Regions from separate parts of the Mus musculus genome. Here region 1 is linked to region 2. The links are chromatin contacts, called in public capture Hi-C maps. All regions are on one chromosome and are shown on one strand. The core of a region is the stretch at or near the end of the contact, and the rest is flanking DNA. Distances in the headings are between cores, read along the strand shown. Region 1 holds the start of Olfr222 (olfactory receptor 222). Region 2 holds the start of Zkscan17 (zinc finger with KRAB and SCAN domains 17).

The links. Capture Hi-C pulls out chosen DNA fragments and counts their contacts.
Region 1: a capture Hi-C map of macrophages shows a contact between it and region 2, with 6 times the contacts expected there. The contact joins the promoter of Olfr222 here to the promoter of Zkscan17 in region 2. A contact is called at or near these places in 16 of 39 promoter capture datasets (the 3T3-L1 cell line, the C10 cell line, the HPC-7 cell line and 10 more), 9 of 15 datasets of contacts at CTCF or cohesin (CD8 T cells, the G1E-ER4 cell line, the NIH/3T3 cell line and 5 more), 146 of 484 Hi-C or Micro-C datasets (the 63-12 cell line, 8-cell embryo, the AML12 cell line and 91 more), 27 of 115 datasets of contacts at active chromatin or transcription factors (the 230-238 cell line, the HPC-7 cell line, the SCID.adh cell line and 15 more) and 5 of 9 other capture datasets (adipose tissue, embryonic stem cells, liver and 2 more).

The regions. Positions count from the first base shown.
Region 1 is chr11:59,570,408-59,573,107 of GRCm38.p6, forward strand. It overlaps Olfr222 (olfactory receptor 222), which reads right to left and starts at 1,331. Exons shown (of 1, transcript NM_001011789.1): 1 at 375-1,331. The coding sequence starts at 1,331. The coding sequence ends at 375.
Region 2 is chr11:59,505,121-59,508,061 of GRCm38.p6, forward strand. It overlaps Zkscan17 (zinc finger with KRAB and SCAN domains 17), which reads right to left and starts at 1,520. Exons shown (of 10, transcript NM_172941.4): 1 at 1,044-1,520; 2 at 708-842. It overlaps 4933439C10Rik (RIKEN cDNA 4933439C10 gene), which reads left to right and starts at 533. Exons shown (of 5, transcript NR_015585.3): 1 at 533-1,766; 2 at 2,071-2,192; 3 at 2,711-2,818.

The DNA.
Region 1 (2,700 bases), core at 81-2,580, 65 kb after region 2:
AACAGGAAGAGCCAGGGAATTAGAAGTTAAACAGCGTAACGAGTACTTGTGAGCATCAAGTCATTTAAGCGCTTCTTGAAGATATATGGCTTCTTAGAACTGTGCTCTGAGAATGGAACTTAACGCTCAGATGCGGGACTTTGAGCCTCATCACCACACGGAAGGTGAAATGCTTTTGGATGTTTTTTGTTTTCTTTCAAATCTCTCAAAGAACCTACTGTTCCAAGAATTTCCTACAGCCCTAGGGGTTGAACTCAGTCCTTCCCACATGCCAAGGAAGTGCTGTACCACCCCTGAGCTACAACCCTACCCACCCCCCAGAGTCCTTGCTGCGGAGTTCTGCCAGAGGTGTAGGTCTTCCGGGATTACATTTTTCACCTTCCACACAGCCTTCCGGTCCTTGCCAGGAGTCTTCGGAGAGCTCCCTTCACGTCCTTATTCCTCAAGGTGTAGATGAAAGGGTTAAGGGTGGGGGTGATTATAGAATAGAAGAGGGAGATGAACTTGCCCTGCTCCTGTGAGTAACTGGATGGCGGCTGCAGGTACATGTAAATGGCGGGCAGGTAGAAGAGGGAGACCACCAACAGGTGGGAAGAGCAAGTCCCGAAGGCCTTGTGCCGTCCCCTGGAGGACTGGATCCTCATCACTGCCCGAGCAATGAAGCCGTAGGAGAGGAGGATGAGGGCCAGAGGGACCAGCACAAAGAAGGCCACCAGCACAGCCAGGGTGGCATCATTCGCCGTAGTATCAGCACAGGACAGCTTGATCATGGCTGGCACCTCGCAGAAGAAGTTGTTCAGCACCTGCCGGCCACAGAAAGGCAATTGCACTGTCAGGATGACCTGAACAAGGGAGTTGCCGAAGCCGCTGAGCCAGGCCATAGCCACGAGCTGCTGGCAGAGTGGGCGGTGCATGATGATAGCATAGCGGAGTGGCTCACAGATGGCCACGTAGCGGTCCAGAGCCATGGCCGCCAAGACAACGCACTCGGTGCAGCCCAGCCAGTGGAAAATGGCGTATTGCACCGTGCAGCCACCGTAACTGATGGTCTTCTGGGAGCTCCCCATGTTGAACAGCATCTGAGGGACAGTGGTGGTGGTGTAGCAGAGATCCAGGAAGGACAAGTGGCTGAGGAATATGTACATGGGGCTGTGGAGCTGAGGATCCAGCTGGGATACCAGGATGATAGAGATGTTCCCCAGCATAGCCAGAATGTAGAACACCAGGAGGACTGCAAAGACTGGGAGCTCCAGCCATGGCCTGTCGGAAATGCCCAGGAGGATAAAGTCCTTTGGGGTGTCCCAGAAGCAGCTGTGGTTGTCACCTCTCATGCTAAGGCATCTTCTGGGAGCTGCGATGATGAGTGAAGAGAGTTTGGGTGAGTGACTGGCACGGGATGAAATGAGTCATTTTCTCACGGTGTCTGCTTTCTCTCAGGCTTCCTCCTGCCTGACCCTCTTTAGCCCCCTGGATGGGGCGTCAAGACAGCAGTATGCGCATCTCACACCCCCTCCTACTCTGACCTTCACCAAGCCAGTCTTGCTAAACTTCAATTCCTGCATCTGTTACAGTGGGAGTGGGGATGAGGCTTGCCTCGGCTGCAGATCCTGGAGAAGATAGAGAGACTTCGGTGCCAGAGTTCCACACAGCCTCAGGCGTCATTCACGTTCAGTCATGACTCCCATGATTCCCACTGCCCCTGGAGTGTTTGACTTCTCCACAAACACGTTGATGGGAAAGTGTCCACTTTCTGAGGCTTTTTTATTTTGTCTTCTGGAGACAGAGACAGGATAGAGGAAAGAGGTAAAATAAAGCAGGAAGACGCGCTTTGCGAGCAGGGAGGGACTCTCTCGATAAGCTCACAGTCATGCAGCCTTCTCACCTCTGATGACGACACCTGGCCTGTCACTGTGAGGATGTCACTGTGACAATGTCACTGTGAGGATGTGCTCTGGCTCACAGGACTACAGAAGCTCTGGCCCTAGACTACTCACCATGGCTTCTCTGTCCCTCACTCAGACTGTAAAACAGCAGGGTTCCAGGCTCTCTGAATACCTGGAGTGGGGGGGGGGGGGGAATGGAAAACTTTACCTTCTGATTTGTTACTGATTCCCAGTGAGACCTGAGTGCAACAATGGTGAGCTTGGGAGAAAGTCCTTAGAATTGTTTGACAAAAGATCAGTTGGCTCTGGGATGCTATTTGTTTCATACTTAGAGTGACATTTAAATCTTTGCCAAGGAGATATTATCAGAGAGAGACAGAGAGAGAGAGAGAGAGAGAGAGAGAGAGAGAGAGAGAGACAGTGAGATAGAGAGACAGAGAGACAGAGACAAAGAGCACAGCCAGTTTGATTTCTGGGTGCCGCTGCTCTCAGGGAACCAATGAGCTGCCTGCCATCAGTGATTCATGGGATTGAGGTAGGAGACAAAATGAAATTAGGTCATTAGGAGTTGGCCCCAGTAAGCCTTTGACAGCCTGGAGACCTCAACCATTTGGAAAAGTTCCCCTCACGACTATCAAAGCTGCTCTGTGGATCAAAGCCCCTCTGTGTGCAGAGTCAAGGCTCTCTCTCTCTCTGGTGGCCTCTGATAACTATACTAGTCCATGATGGAGCTCCAGGGCTAAGGAGAAACTTGTCATTTATGCAGCAGAGGATGTCACCTTTTTACATGTTTCTGTTTCCACTGTCTGTACCTATT
Region 2 (2,941 bases), core at 270-2,769:
GGAAAAGCCCAGGCAGGGCCGCTCACTGCCTGGCCCTTTACACCCTCACCTGGAAGAGACTCCCAGCGGGGCAGCACCACTTTGCTGGAAGACAAGCGATACCAGAAAGCCACCAAGCAACCGAATAACAACCTGGAACCTCAACTTTTCTGTATTCCTCTGATTGCCGAAGTAAAGGCAGACACCCGACGCGAGCTTCTGAAAGCAACAGGCTGTGAACCTCGACTACTCTCACGTCTTACTCCCGTATTAAGAACCCAATCCGGGCCCCGCCCGCTCTCTCCTGCTTCCTCCGCCCACTGTCTCCCACCTGCTGGGCCCTGAATGGCTCAGGTCTACACTTAGGATAGTGTGTCCAGGGTCCCACCCTCAGCACCCGGTTCTGCTGGGGGACTGCTCTCAAAGAGCCCTAGGCCAGACAAGCGTGTGCCTCTTTGTCACTCTGGCACCTGGCGCGCAGGAGCCTCGGGAGCGGAAGCTTTATGAATGAACTACCGTTAGGGAGGGGAGGGCTCCCGCAGGGGCGGGGCTTGCCCAAAGCAGTTATTGAAGGCGCAGGATCCCAGGGAAGGAATGAAGAGCAGGAGGAGGAGGAAGAGGAGGGTGTTTTAGGCCAGGAGAACTATGGGGTTTCTGTCGCTTCCACTCTTTCAGATTTGCTGGCTCTTTCCTTCGAAGCCCGGGACAGCAGGCGAGCAGATCCTCACCTTCCAGCTCGGTCTCTCTGGTGTTTTGGCAGAGGCGGCTCCAATGCATGGGCCAGACTCGGTCCCTGGCCAGGCCAACCCTGTCTCGGGATCCTCTAGAATGCATCAGCTGGGCTTGGGAGCGAAGGGAGACGCCTGGAAGAGAATTGTATTGCTTCATCCCCGAGGGCACCTATGAGGACGCGGCTCTGGGAGCAGGGATCTGGGCCCGGACGCGGGAAGAGGAGAACAGGGAGCAGGACCCAGGCGCGGGCTGGGGATCAGAGCGCGGGAAGTGGGGAGCGGGTTCCGGGTTCAGACAGCGGGGCATGGGAAGCCGGGCCACAGTATACTCACCGCTGCGCAGCGTCCCGGTTGGCGGGCCGCGTAGGCCGGGCCGCCGCGGAAAGGAAAGGCCGGAGCCCTCCGGCTCCCTCCCCTGGGACACTTCCTGCACCGCTCTAGGACCGAGGAGGTCTCCTCATCTCAGTGGTTCGCTTCCCCGCCTCCTGGCCGAGGTGTACGCGGGGGGGTGACATCCGACACCCCCGGCCCGCCTGGACCGCCCCGCCCCGCCCCGCTCCGTGCTCTCCCGGCCTGGGCCCGGGGCCCGGGCTTTAGCTTTGTGGGCCTTCCTAGCGGGCTCGGGATGCGCGCGCGCGCCCCGGCGGGACCCGGGCGCTGGGGGCCAGTTCGCGCGGCCACCAGCCAGGGAGGCCGGCTTGGGGCTTTGCTCTTCTCTGCTCCTCTTGTGTGGGCGCAGGGAAGGGCTGGTCTGGCGGCGCTGGCGAAATGCCAGAATTGGGAGGAGGAGGGATGAGGTGTAAGGGGATCTCCCAGTGACCATTTGCATCCCGTGTGTGCTGTTGTGCCCCAATCCCTTCCAGCCGCAATTCCATTTCAAAGCCAACGCTGCCAGAGCCACCCAAATCGGTAGGACTGGAGAAATGCAGACCCAGCGATCCACGGTGCTCGCCGAAGCAGCGGCCCGCGGCTTCGTGGCATGGAGATGATCTACGATTTCTCTGTTTAAGGAAGACTGTAGCACTCTGGGTCCCTCTGAGCACCAGGATAGTCCTGGTGAGTACGGAGAGAGAAGGTTGCCAATCCTGAGAGTATGAGTTGGGGAGCTTGTCGCTGGCTTAATGCATAAACACAGGACAGAGTGACTTAAGTCACGGAGAGTGAGAGGTGACCAAGAACTAGGGCATTGGAACCTATTCCTGCCTCATCTACCCTGTGTTGAGTAGAGTCCAAATCCTCCCTCAGTTCCCTCGGGCTGGACAATGGAGCCGGACTGTCAAAGGGAGGAAGCAAAGAAAAATCTGCCTAGAAGTGAGCTACTGTGCTGATTTTTTTTCCCCTTTCTGGTTCTCTTTCGAAGGTACATGGTAGGAAGTCACCCTTAAAGAAGGTGGTTTGATAGAGACACCCCACCACCGGCAGACTTCGTGCTTCCGTTTCCTTCTAATAATTGGGACTGGGACAATCTCTTCCGACTAGTAGGTATGGAGTTAAGGGTCGAGGTTTTGGGACATTAGGAGGTGAGTCAAGTGGATGATTGTTCCCCAAGTGCAGAAGAACGCTGAGCAAGCAAGGGTCACCCAAGGCTGGGACTTAAGGCTCACAGAGAGCAATAGGAGCCACCTAGACTTACAAATCCATGCCAATCCCTTTTCAAAAACACCAGCCAGGAAGCACAGCCTGGAATGACCAAAGACCCCGTTGGGGAGTCAAGCCTAGTGATTAGTCCAGTTGTGTATCCCGAAGGGCTGCTGTTTAGGCTCCTGCCTGGTGGCTGCTCAATACTTGGATTCCTCAGAGGCGCACTTATTGGAGCCCTCACGCAGGTAAAATGCAGCGCCAGGAGGTGGCTGATACATGGGATTTTTCTCCCCCCACAAACACTTTCCCTTTAGTTTCTCCCCCTGAGCTCACAACTCTCAGGATTTAGGTCCCCTCTCGCTGTTCAGAAGCCGCCAATGACTCCTAATATGCCTTCTTTCTGTGTTTCTTCTGCATAGAACCTGGAATAGGGACTAATAGACTGGAATCGGAGCACCTGTGTTAAATCACACCCATCAAGGCGCAGTCAGGTGATCTAAGGCCTGCGTGACCTCTCTGTGCTTCAGGTACCTCCCTCATACAGGAGACTGATGCTGTCTGCTTCATTGTGAGGCTATTCAGGGAATATGTACTGAGAGTCTGCAAGACAGCTGCAGTTTGCCACTCCCATCCAGATCCTGGGCGCATCT